Regions from separate parts of the Mus musculus genome. Here regions 2 and 3 are each linked to region 1. The links are chromatin contacts, called in public Hi-C and promoter capture Hi-C maps. All regions are on one chromosome and are shown on one strand. The core of a region is the stretch at or near the end of the contact, and the rest is flanking DNA. Distances in the headings are between cores, read along the strand shown. Region 1 holds the start of Coq2 (coenzyme Q2 4-hydroxybenzoate polyprenyltransferase). Region 2 has its middle 9.7 kb from the start of Plac8. Region 3 has its middle 34 kb from the start of Plac8.

The links. Promoter capture Hi-C pulls out the DNA fragments that hold promoters and counts their contacts. Hi-C and Micro-C count contacts between places; a contact is called where the count stands out from the background.
Region 2: a promoter capture Hi-C map of neutrophils shows a contact between it and region 1, with 4 times the contacts expected there. The contact joins the enhancer-like site here to the promoter of Coq2 in region 1. A contact is called at or near these places in 11 of 39 promoter capture datasets (3T3-L1-derived adipocytes, the C10 cell line, the HPC-7 cell line and 7 more), 3 of 15 datasets of contacts at CTCF or cohesin (CD8 T cells, the NIH/3T3 cell line and large pre-B cells), 38 of 484 Hi-C or Micro-C datasets (8-cell embryo, B cells, the Ba/F3 cell line and 28 more), 13 of 115 datasets of contacts at active chromatin or transcription factors (CD8 T cells, the HPC-7 cell line, acute myeloid leukemia and 9 more) and 6 of 9 other capture datasets (adipose tissue, bone marrow-derived macrophages, embryonic stem cells and 3 more).
Region 3: a Hi-C map of uterus shows a contact between it and region 1, with 3 times the contacts expected there. The contact joins the enhancer-like site here to the promoter of Coq2 in region 1. A contact is called at or near these places in 2 of 39 promoter capture datasets (the C10 cell line and hematopoietic stem and progenitor cells), 2 of 15 datasets of contacts at CTCF or cohesin (CD8 T cells and large pre-B cells), 4 of 484 Hi-C or Micro-C datasets (the HL-1 cell line, bone marrow-derived macrophages and uterus), 3 of 115 datasets of contacts at active chromatin or transcription factors (the HPC-7 cell line, microglia and vascular smooth muscle cells) and 3 of 9 other capture datasets (adipose tissue, liver and pancreatic islet).

What each region holds. Positions count from the first base shown.
Region 1 is chr5:100,672,528-100,675,893 of GRCm38.p6, forward strand. It overlaps Coq2 (coenzyme Q2 4-hydroxybenzoate polyprenyltransferase), which reads right to left and starts at 1,729. Exons shown (of 7, transcript NM_027978.2): 1 at 1,462-1,729. The coding sequence starts at 1,714.
Region 2 is chr5:100,580,184-100,583,549 of GRCm38.p6, forward strand. No RefSeq gene overlaps it. Among named protein-coding and RNA genes, the nearest start is that of Plac8, 9.7 kb to the left of the region's middle. Within about 2 kb of position 1,853, at least 95 of the 459 cell types and tissues checked have an H3K27ac peak or open chromatin away from gene starts, as enhancers often do. A contact at or near this core is called in B cells, the Ba/F3 cell line, CD8 T cells and 20 more, where this site is marked.
Region 3 is chr5:100,604,562-100,607,927 of GRCm38.p6, forward strand. No RefSeq gene overlaps it. Among named protein-coding and RNA genes, the nearest start is that of Plac8, 34 kb to the left of the region's middle. Within about 2 kb of position 1,625, at least 79 of the 459 cell types and tissues checked have an H3K27ac peak or open chromatin away from gene starts, as enhancers often do. A contact at or near this core is called in the HL-1 cell line, adipose tissue, pancreatic islet and 1 more, where this site is marked.

The DNA.
Region 1 (3,366 bases), core at 479-2,978:
ACACCTGGCTACTGCCACCCCACCCACTTTGTCACCTGGACGCTGAGGCAAGCTCTGGAGTTTGTGGCCAACCTGCAGTACAAAGCAAGCCCTTGTCTTATGCAAAATAAAACAGGTCCAGCCAGGCATGGAGGAGAGTGCCTGCAGTCCTAGCAACTGGGAAATGGAGGCAGGAGGTCAAGGTTAGCCAAAGACACATATGGGACCCTGTCCAAAAACAAACACCAAACCCAAACGGGGCCACGTTGGGGGTCCTGGATAGGTAAAGGCAGAACAAATAAGTTTGGCATTTGGATGTTCTTCCATACGCTGAAACTGTACATACTGACATCTAGATTAGCTGGAATTCAGTTGTATCCCTCTTCCTACATCTTTCCAGGGTTGCAGGTCAGGCTCCTAGTCTTAATGTTTCAGCACTAAGTCTGTTTGTTTGGCTTTTATTTCAGAATATAAAGCCCAGACTGACTTGCAACTTGAATCAGCCCTCCTGCCGTTGGATGTTAGACTATAGATGTGAGCCACCATATTTAGCTACCCTTGGATTTTGAAAATATTTCTCCAAGACCTCTCTACTCTATAATATAGCATTTCCTTTGGAGTACTATTTTTTTCAGTTGTTCGAACTCTGGAGACAGTAAGTTATTTTTCTTTTCCTGTGCATGACCTATACCTCTGATACTTTTCCATACTTTCCTAGGTTATCAACTGTCTTTTCCAGCCAGAAACAAATTCTTTCAAAGCTGGTAGTTTTCCTAGCTCATTCTGTCACTAAGGCCAGGTGACTTCATCTACAACTCCGGGCATCGTTTTACCAACTAGACAGAAACCTTGCGTGCAGACGGAGCTTATATTGTGTCACAGGTGTCAATAGTCCGTGAGCACTTTGATGAAAAAGACTGAGAAAAAGAAGGTCATAGAGAGGCTTGTGTGAGTTTACGTTGGCGGGCAATTCTAAAGCACGATAACCCGGCTGTGTTCAGATGCTCTCAATCTTTGTAACCGGTGATGAGGGGGAAAAAAAGCCCAGTAGTAACACTTTTGGGGTCCTTCTGGTCTGGCTCTGACGAGGAGCCTTGATTTCAATAGTCTTACTTACATGCCCCTTGGGCCTTACATAATTGGAGGCAAAAATCGAAAACTAATGAATGCAGAAATGCTTCAAAACTGCAAATCAACAATCAAAAGCTTCGTGAAAGCAAAGGAGCACCTGCTCACATCTGAATGGGGTAGGAGTGGTCTGGAGTTTGTGGAATGGTCTGGGAATATGTGATTATCAACGTCCGCCTCCGGGACTCCCGGCTCAGAGCGAGGGAAAATCTGCGTGTCCCTGGCTAAGGTCCTGACCGAGTCCCGAGGGGACTGGCCCAATGGGTGCATCGCAGCGGAGTCGCGGTCACTGCGGCCCTGCTCCTCAGGCAGGCAGGCTGTCGAGCGCAGCGCAGCCCAGCCCGCCCCACTCACCTATGGGCTTGTCCAGGCGCATGAGGCGCAGGTAGGGCTGCAGCGGGCGGGGCGCCGAGTTCACCACGGCCGCGGCCGACAGGCTGAGAGCTCGGCCCCGCTGCGTCCCGGGGGCCGGGGCTCGCCGATCCCGCGCGCCCGGAACCCCTGCGCTGCGCACCAGGGCCAATGGGAGCCCGCGCGGACCTCGCAGCCATGCGGACCGAACGGCCCGCAGGCCCCGCGCGAGCCCCGCGCCTCCCCAGCGCAGCATGGCGCCAGGCTGGACGCCGGTCGGTGGCGTCATCCAGGGCGACGGGCCGCGGGCAGGCATGCGCAGTGGTGGCGCGCGCGCTCCTGGAACTGGATTTACAGACCGGGCTGAGCCGTATGGTGCTAGAAATCAAACCTGGGTCCTCTGTAAGGAGAGCAGCAGGTGCTGTTCACCGCTGAGCCATCTCTCCATCTCCAGGCTTCTTAATGAACTCAAAAGGAGAGTGTTTGTTTATTTGTATGGAATAGTTCTACCATAAAAAGAAAAACTTAAGTCCAAAAATGTTAACTACATGGAATGTTCACCTTCTAACACTAAAAGGGAAACAAAAAGCCAAATCAAATTATGTAAATTTTTATATATGTATATTCATATATACATATACTCATATATATACATATATATGAATTTAAGTATATCTATCTATATCTATATACTTAAGGGAAATTCTTTACTCGAGGTGAACCTAAGTTTGACAGCTAAAAAGGATGCAGTTTCACTCAAGAACAACTTCATAACCAGGTGGTGGTGGCGCACTCCTTTAATCCCAGCACTCGGGAGGCAGAGGCAGTCAGATCTTTACGTTTTCGGCCAGCTTACTAAAGAGTGAGTTCCAGGACAGCCAGAGCTACACAGAGAAACCCTGTCTTGAAAAATAAAACAAAGAAAAACAAAACAATAACCAACTTTATGCGACCCTTGTTAATATAGTTGGCCGTTGCATGTTTGCAGGTACCTGGTATGTGTTATTCCACGGTAACCCCTCACTGACTGGCTCTGGACAAGTCGCTTATCTGGATTTTAGTGTTTTGAGATGGTGGTGTATCCTTTTCGGTGCCCTTCCTTAAAGCCTATGAAGTGAGTTCTGTGATCCTGGCCTGGCGCTTGAGGAAGGTGCAGCAGGGGGCGCGCTGGCCTTTGCAGTCTGGGAAGCGCTGCTGGTCCTTTGATCTTTTAGCTCCATCTGCTGCTTGCCAGTTGAGCTCCTCTACAGGTTTGCGGCCTTTGAGGCTCCTTTCTTTTCCCAAAAGTTGCCTCCACGCTGTTTATTTTCAAGCACCCTTTCAGGTAGCATAGGTGCCGCCATGCCAAACACGAGGCTCTTTCACACTTGCACACTATTTCCATTTGCCTGGAGTTCCCAACACAATATTTAAAATGCAAAAATCATTGCGAATGCTTTCTATTTTAGAGGGAAAGGATGATAAAGCTGTTTTTTAAAATTGCTTTTTTTTTATTTGAAAAAAATGTATTTTAAAGTCCACTAACTTTTTCACTCTCAAACCCATTTCAACTTGTCCTGCAGTGGTAGTAGGACATTATAAAAGTAAAGACTAGACTGAGTCCAAAGAATAGTTATTAGCATGAAGCAGGAGCGACCATGGCTCTCTGCCCTGTTCTGTTAACTCCATAGAGGGTCAATAGCAACCTTTTGCTTTTGTGACATGATGTCTGTGGCCTTCCGTGGGAGACACACACACACACACACACACACACACACACACTAAATAACTAAATACATGGAATAAATGTTTGAGGTTTTGGGTTTTTTTGGTTTTTTGTTTGTTTGTTTGTTTTGTTTTATTTATTTATTTATTTATTTATTTATTTTTATTAGGTATTTTCCTCGTTTACATTTTCAATGCTATCCC
Region 2 (3,366 bases), core at 603-3,102, 92 kb before region 1:
CCAAGATTGCCAACTTCAAAGATAAACCGTAGTCAGCAAACAGGCCAGCTTTCTCTCTGAGTGTAGAAGGACCAGGAGTTTAAGGTCATTCTCTGCTACAGGAAGCTTGAGGGCAGCTTGGGCTATGGGAGACCTTGCCAAAAAAGGAGGAGGAGGAGGAGGAGGAGGAGGAGGAGAAGGAGGAGGAGGAGGAGGAGGAGGAGGAGGAGAGGGAGGAGGAGGAGGAGAAAATAAGTAAAATAAAGAAACAAGAAAAGTTTATTCTGGCTAAATATCAGCCCAGGAGGGATTGGCCTTGATGCTTTGGAGCCCACAGTGAGACAGCACACCATCGTAGTTCAACCCAGGGCTTGGAGAAAGAAAAAAGGAAGAGACTAGGGTTGCTCAGTCCCTTGCAGGGCATATTCTCCACATAGGACTCCTGCTAGCCTCCGTCACTAAAGGGTCTGCCATCTCAATAGTACTGAGCTGGGGACCCGAGGCTGCCTCAGATGGGCTTTTGGGAAACAAAGTACCCCAGAGTGAATTTGTAAATTCAAGTTCTTGGTAGGAATGACATTACACTATTATTTCCTCTCATTCATCAAAAATCTGAATCATAGGAAATTTCTGTTGCTTTGTGTTATCAAGACTCCATCCGTGCTGTCTTCCAGTTCTCATGACTGCTGCTGGTTTGTGTTTAAATTTTATTTGGAATTTATTCTTTTGTGTAGCAGGAGGAAGAGAGACAATCATATCTTCATCTCAGGGCTATCCAGTTACAACAATATCACTTATCAAAAAGTTCATTTTTTTTCCTGATTGATACAGGATACTTCCTTTAATACATACTCCCATTTTTTGTTGTTCTAAGAATTTTTTTTTTCCGAGACAGGGTTTCTCTGTATAGCTCTGACTGTCCTGGAGCTCACTTTGTAGACTAGGCTGGCCTCAAACTCAGAAATCTGCCTGCCTCTGCCTCCCGAGTGCTGAGATTAAAGGCGTGCACCATTGTTGTTCTATAGGTAATAATTTTCTTCATCATCAGCTTTTAGTGCCTCGTACTTCTGTTTATAATCATTGCTATGGTCACAGGTGAGGCTAACCTCATGGGAAATACCCAGAAACTTTTGCCCCACCTTTACAGCATCTCTGTCTGTCAGGTCTACAGCGGTTTAAGCTTTAAGAAAGGTTTCAGGAAGGGAGGAGTCCAGAGGGATACAGCTCTTGTTCTTCTTGCAAGGATCTGGGTTCAATTCCCAGCATTCACACAGTGGTTCACAACCATTTATAACTCCATTGCCTGGAGTCTGGATGCCCTTTTGGCTGCTGAAGGCCCCAGGCACACACATGGTACACAGATATACATGTGAGCAAAAATGGTCATAGACATAAAACATTTTAAATCTAAAAAAATAAATAAATAAGGAAAGAAATATTTAAGGGGAAGGGGCTAGAAGTGTAGCCTGGTGGCAGAGTCCTTGCCCAGTGCAAACAAGTTAGATCCCCAATTTAACCATTTGTGCTCCCTGGTAGGCTCTCTGGTCACACTGCTCTGGAACTCGGGCTGTGGGAAGCAGTGACTTCTCATCGTTTACATGAAAGTTAAAAAGATCAGATTAAAACAACCAATCGTCCTTCTCTTGAACAATAGTCTGCTGCTGCCAGGGCAGGATAATCTCAAACACAGGGCTGCTCACGTCTTTAAGCTGTCAAGGGACAGGAATTACATTGAATTCAAGCTTCTTCCAACAAAGAGGAAAAAGGTCTTTCAGATGAGTAATTGCTGGCTCAGGTCAGCTATGCCGATGAGCAGCTTGCTTTCAGGACTCAACTCCCAGGAGAGTTAGCCGAGGAGAGCCAGGGTCTTGGGTAAGGAGTGGAATATTACCGTCCTCTCTCCTCTGACTCGTTGCCTGCCTGCTGTAGGCCCTCTACAGTCAAGACTTCATTCCAGAGGGCTGGGCAGAGGAACCCCCAGCCATAGCAGCTCCCGCTCTAGGTAAAACAAAACCAAAACCAAACAAAAAAAAAACAGAGAAGGGGTTTTTTTCTTTCTATCTCCATAATTTTTAGAAATCGTTTGCATTGATTTAGGTCACATGCTCAAGTCAGTCTCTGGCTTCAGAGAGGGAGGCCTCGGGCTGAGCCTCCATCACAAATGTTGACTGCACTGCAGTGCCTCTCCTCAAGATGAGCAGCCAGAGCATCTGGGAGGACTGTAGTTAACAGCTGAAATTTTTGTGGTTGTTTTGAAATTTGTTTATTTTTATTTTGTGTGTATGGGTGTTCTGCCTGCATGTGTGATTGAGCATCCCTTGAGTGCCCAAAGGGGAACAGACATCGGATCCCTTGGAGGCAGAGTTATAGACAGTTATGACATTATAGGCAGCATTCATGGCTGCCACATGGGTGTTGGGATCTCAGCCGGTATCTTAGCCATTGAGCCATCTCTCTGGTCCAACGGCTAGGTTCTAACTGTCGGTGTCTCATGGCTCTCTGCCCAAACTCTCTTCCTCTTTTCTTTTCATAGATGTTACTCACCAACAAAAGTGCACAAACCTAACTTGATCTCACTATGTCTTTCGCTATAAATGAGTGTGGGCATACAGCTTTCTCTAATACCATCCCTCATTGGTCCACCAGTTTGAATAATTATCTATTAGTAATCACTATCGTGATAACTCAATCCAGAATAGAGTTTTGATACTTAAAGTTTTTGTGGCCCAGGAGACGGGGTGAAAACAGAGCTCCATCAATACATGTTCTTTGTGGATTTTTTGGGTTTTGTTTTTGTTTTCTTTGTTTGCCCCCCCCCCCCCAGACAAATCTACTGGGTTTTCAATAAAAGAATCTCAGAAATGGACCATGGTCAATAACATAAAGTAGACTACAAACACTACTTGACTCTCCAGAGTTCGTCTTTTCTGTGTTTCTGAAGCTGGCCTGGATCGCACCCTGAATTGCACTGCCATCTCTGTCCCCCTCCCCCCTCCACTGACTGAGGCATGTGTGTTTCTCCCCTTTCTCTTGGGGTTGACATGTTTGAAGAAGGTTGGCCTGTTACTTTGCAGACACCTTTCCATCTGGTTTCCTCTGACCTCTTCTCAGATCGTATCAAAGTTCGGGTGACGTCAGCATGTCTGTGTATGCTAATGTTGGCCTTGACCCCTGGGCATAGTGTATGACTCTGCATGACTGATGATCTCACAGGAAATGCTTCAGCAGGGGAAAGGGTCCTGCTTCTCTCCTCTTACCAGCAGCTAACTTACTACTTGTTGGTAGACTTCGCCTTCAGTGGCGATCTTCTTCTTCTTCTTCTTCTTCTTCTTCTTCTTCTTCTTCTTCTTCTTCTTCTTCTTCTTCTTCTTCTTCTTCTCCTTCTCC
Region 3 (3,366 bases), core at 375-2,874, 68 kb before region 1:
AAAAGAGTTTTATTGATACTAATTCCTTAACATCTGTGTCACTTGCCCTACTTTCAAATGTAGGGTCAGATTAGAACACTGAGGCAGGTCTCATCCCAGAGATATGGGAAACTCAAAACAAAACCACCAGATAGCTAATCAGCAATAATTTATGAAAATATTTAAAATTTTTTTATTTATTTTATGTGTATTAGTGTTTTGCCTGCATATATGGCAGCATAGTATATGGGTAAGTTACAGACGGTTGTGAGCCACCATGTGGGTGCTGGGAATTGAACTGGGTCTTCTGGAAGAACAATCAGTGCTCTTAAGTGCTGACCCATTTTCCAGCTCCCTGCTAAGCAAGAATTTGTTGTTGTTGTTGTTGTTTTTTTTTTTTGGTTTTTTGAGACATGGTTTCTCTGTGTAGCCCTGGCTGTCCTGGAACTCACTCTGTAGACCAGGTTAGCCTCAAACTCAGAAATCTGTCTGCCTCTGCCTCCCAAGTGCTGGGATTAAAGGTGTGCCACCAATGCCCAGCTAATCGAGATTATTTTTAAATAATTGTTTAAAGACAAGGGGAAAACTCTGGATTAAAAAAACTCTGCACACTGGACATGATGGTATATGCTTGTAATCGCAGTACTGGGGAAGGTGAAACAAGAGTTTCCCGAGTTTAAGGCTTGGCTGAGTTACATTAAGAACCTGTCTCAAAGCAACAGCAAAAATGGAGTCTGCTTGTGCCAAATGGTTCTTATGCCTGTTACAAGCTACTGTGTTCTAACCTCAGCTCCTACTTATATTGTTTATGGTAGCTGTTGCAGACAGACAAATTTCAAACATTTTCAACCAAGTCATAACTTCCTACAGTATTCCATATAATTAATTTGTATATATATATATATAACTCAAATTATATATATACATATATATGTGTGTGTGTATGTGCGTGTGTGTGTGTATATATATATGTATGTATATATATATATATGTATGTATGTATATGTATATTTTTTCTCAATTATGTGCCAGAGAGTTTTCATTCTCTTACTGGGAAGAAACTATGCTGACATTGACCAGGTGACACCATGAAGAATATGCCATGTGACACAGATCTTTACATAAATAGCCCTGTCCATTTGTCGAGCAAAAGATACTACACTGCTGATTTTATTTAAACATGATCTTATTTGTGACCCCGGGGAAATGATAAGGGGCGAGAGGGACGGATAGACGCCACTTTAATACTCTGTCATAAAAACCCATTTGTACTTTATACCATATAACAGATTCTGAACATGCGTGCTATTTATTAATGGTTTCGAGTGTGCACAGCGCTAATGGATTGTTTGTTCTGAGTTAACCCTTGGCCACTAGCCCAGATGGTCCTGGGAGAGTACGGGGTTGATGTTAGGGGACACTCGCCAGATTCAGATTCAAAATATGCCTGAGTCCAGATGTCCAGGGAATGAGAAAAGACTGTAAGAGAAGAAAAATGAGAGAGAGCCACGCACAAGTCTCTTCTGAGCAGAGGGGAGGTCCAAGATCCAGAAGGACTGTTTCACTGCCTCTCTGTGAAGCATGTGGACAGAGAGAAGAAGGAGGCAGGGCTGCTTGTTACAAAAGCCCAGGCAGACTAAGCTAGCCCGGACAACGATTCCCAGAGCGGACAGACTCTTGAGGACATAGAGAGGCATCAGATACCATGTTAGGGCTCTGAAGGAGGAAAAGCACATATTTTCAGGATGATGAGGCTGTTTATATAGCAAGACCACACATTTTCAGGGGAAATAAAATCACCAGTGTCGTGTCTTTTGCTTGACAAGTGGGCAGGGCTGTTTATGGATGCTTCAAGCATACCCAAAGCAGAAAGAAAGCAGAGTACACAGCCTGCCTGCACACTCAGTCGGCGTCCGTGGCATGTTGCTGGTCTCGTTTCCTTTAAAAATAAAAACGCCTACTTATTGTATGTATATGTATCACTTGTGTGCATGCCTGCTGTAGTACACAAGTGGACATCAGAAGATAATTTACAGACTTGGTTGGCTCTTTTCAGCACAGGGGTTACAGGGACCAAACTCGGGGTCTCAGGCTGGGCAGCCAAAGCCTTTCTGTGCTAAGCCATCTTGCAGGCCCCTTGAGTCTATTTTCTTACACAAGCATTTTATAACCTGTTTGTTCATTTGTTTGTGTTTGAGAGAGGATTTCTCTGTGGAGCCCTGGCTGTCCTGGAACTTGCTCAGTAGACCAGACCACACTTGAACTCAAATTAAAGGCATGTCCCACCACTCCCTGGTTTTATAACTTCGATTAAGTGATATTTTAAAAACATAAAAGTTAAGGAAGATAATGTTTAAAATAGTATTCTTACTGATTTTTTTGAAATTTTTTATTCACTGAAATTTCATTGTATTCACTCCTATTCTTCTTAAAATTTCCAAGACTCACCCCCACGTCCCTATGTTCCAACTTTGTGTTCATTTTTGTTGATTTTAATAAGTTGTGGGGTCTAATTTGCACTACCTTTGTATTCCTGGGTGTGAGACCATCAGTTGGAGCAACTGATGCGACCCCCCAGGAGCCACAGCCTTAATGAAACTGACTCTCTCTCCCCCAGAAACCATCAGCTGTGCATAGCTCACTCCTCAGTTAGGGGAGGGGCTTAGGAGCACTTCCAGCTCTGCTGGAATGTTGACAGACTCACTCTTGGGCAGATAGATCTTCTGTAGGAACCCCAGCTGCTGTGAGCTCATGAGCACAGTGGCCGTGTGGGGTCCAGAAGACAGTTTCACTCCAGTCCTTCCTGACCTCTGGCTCTTCCAATTTTTCTACCCCTCCTCCACCATGGCCCTGAGCCTTGGGGAGGAGGTGTGATATAGATTTCTCGTTTGTGGCTGAGCATCCACAGACACTTCTTTATAGTTTGACCAGTTATAAGTCTCTGTGTTAACCTCCATCCTTTGTGCAAAGAAACTCTATGATGAAATCCAAGAGCTGGGCTAATCTGTTGATACAAATGTAGAGGGCAGTGTGATACTGTGTCCATTTAGCAAACCAGTTCTTGGCCAGATGTGCGGAACCAGACATGTTGTCTCCCTTGAAACAGGCCTTAGAGCCAGTCAGAGAGCAATTGGTTACTGCTACAATATTCATACCACAGTTGCACCAATGGGCATATCTTGCCACATTATTGTTGGTCATTATTGTTCACAATGTTCACAGCTGGTCAATCCTGATGTCTTTTTTCCCTCCAGTAGTCTGTATAGCACCTTCTAATAGTATTGTTAGCTTAGGGGTGGTTGAGGCAACATGAATATAAAAGAAAGGAGACTGATTTCAACAGAGACAGATTGCTTGTAGGGCAGTGGTTTCTCTATGGGAGTGGAG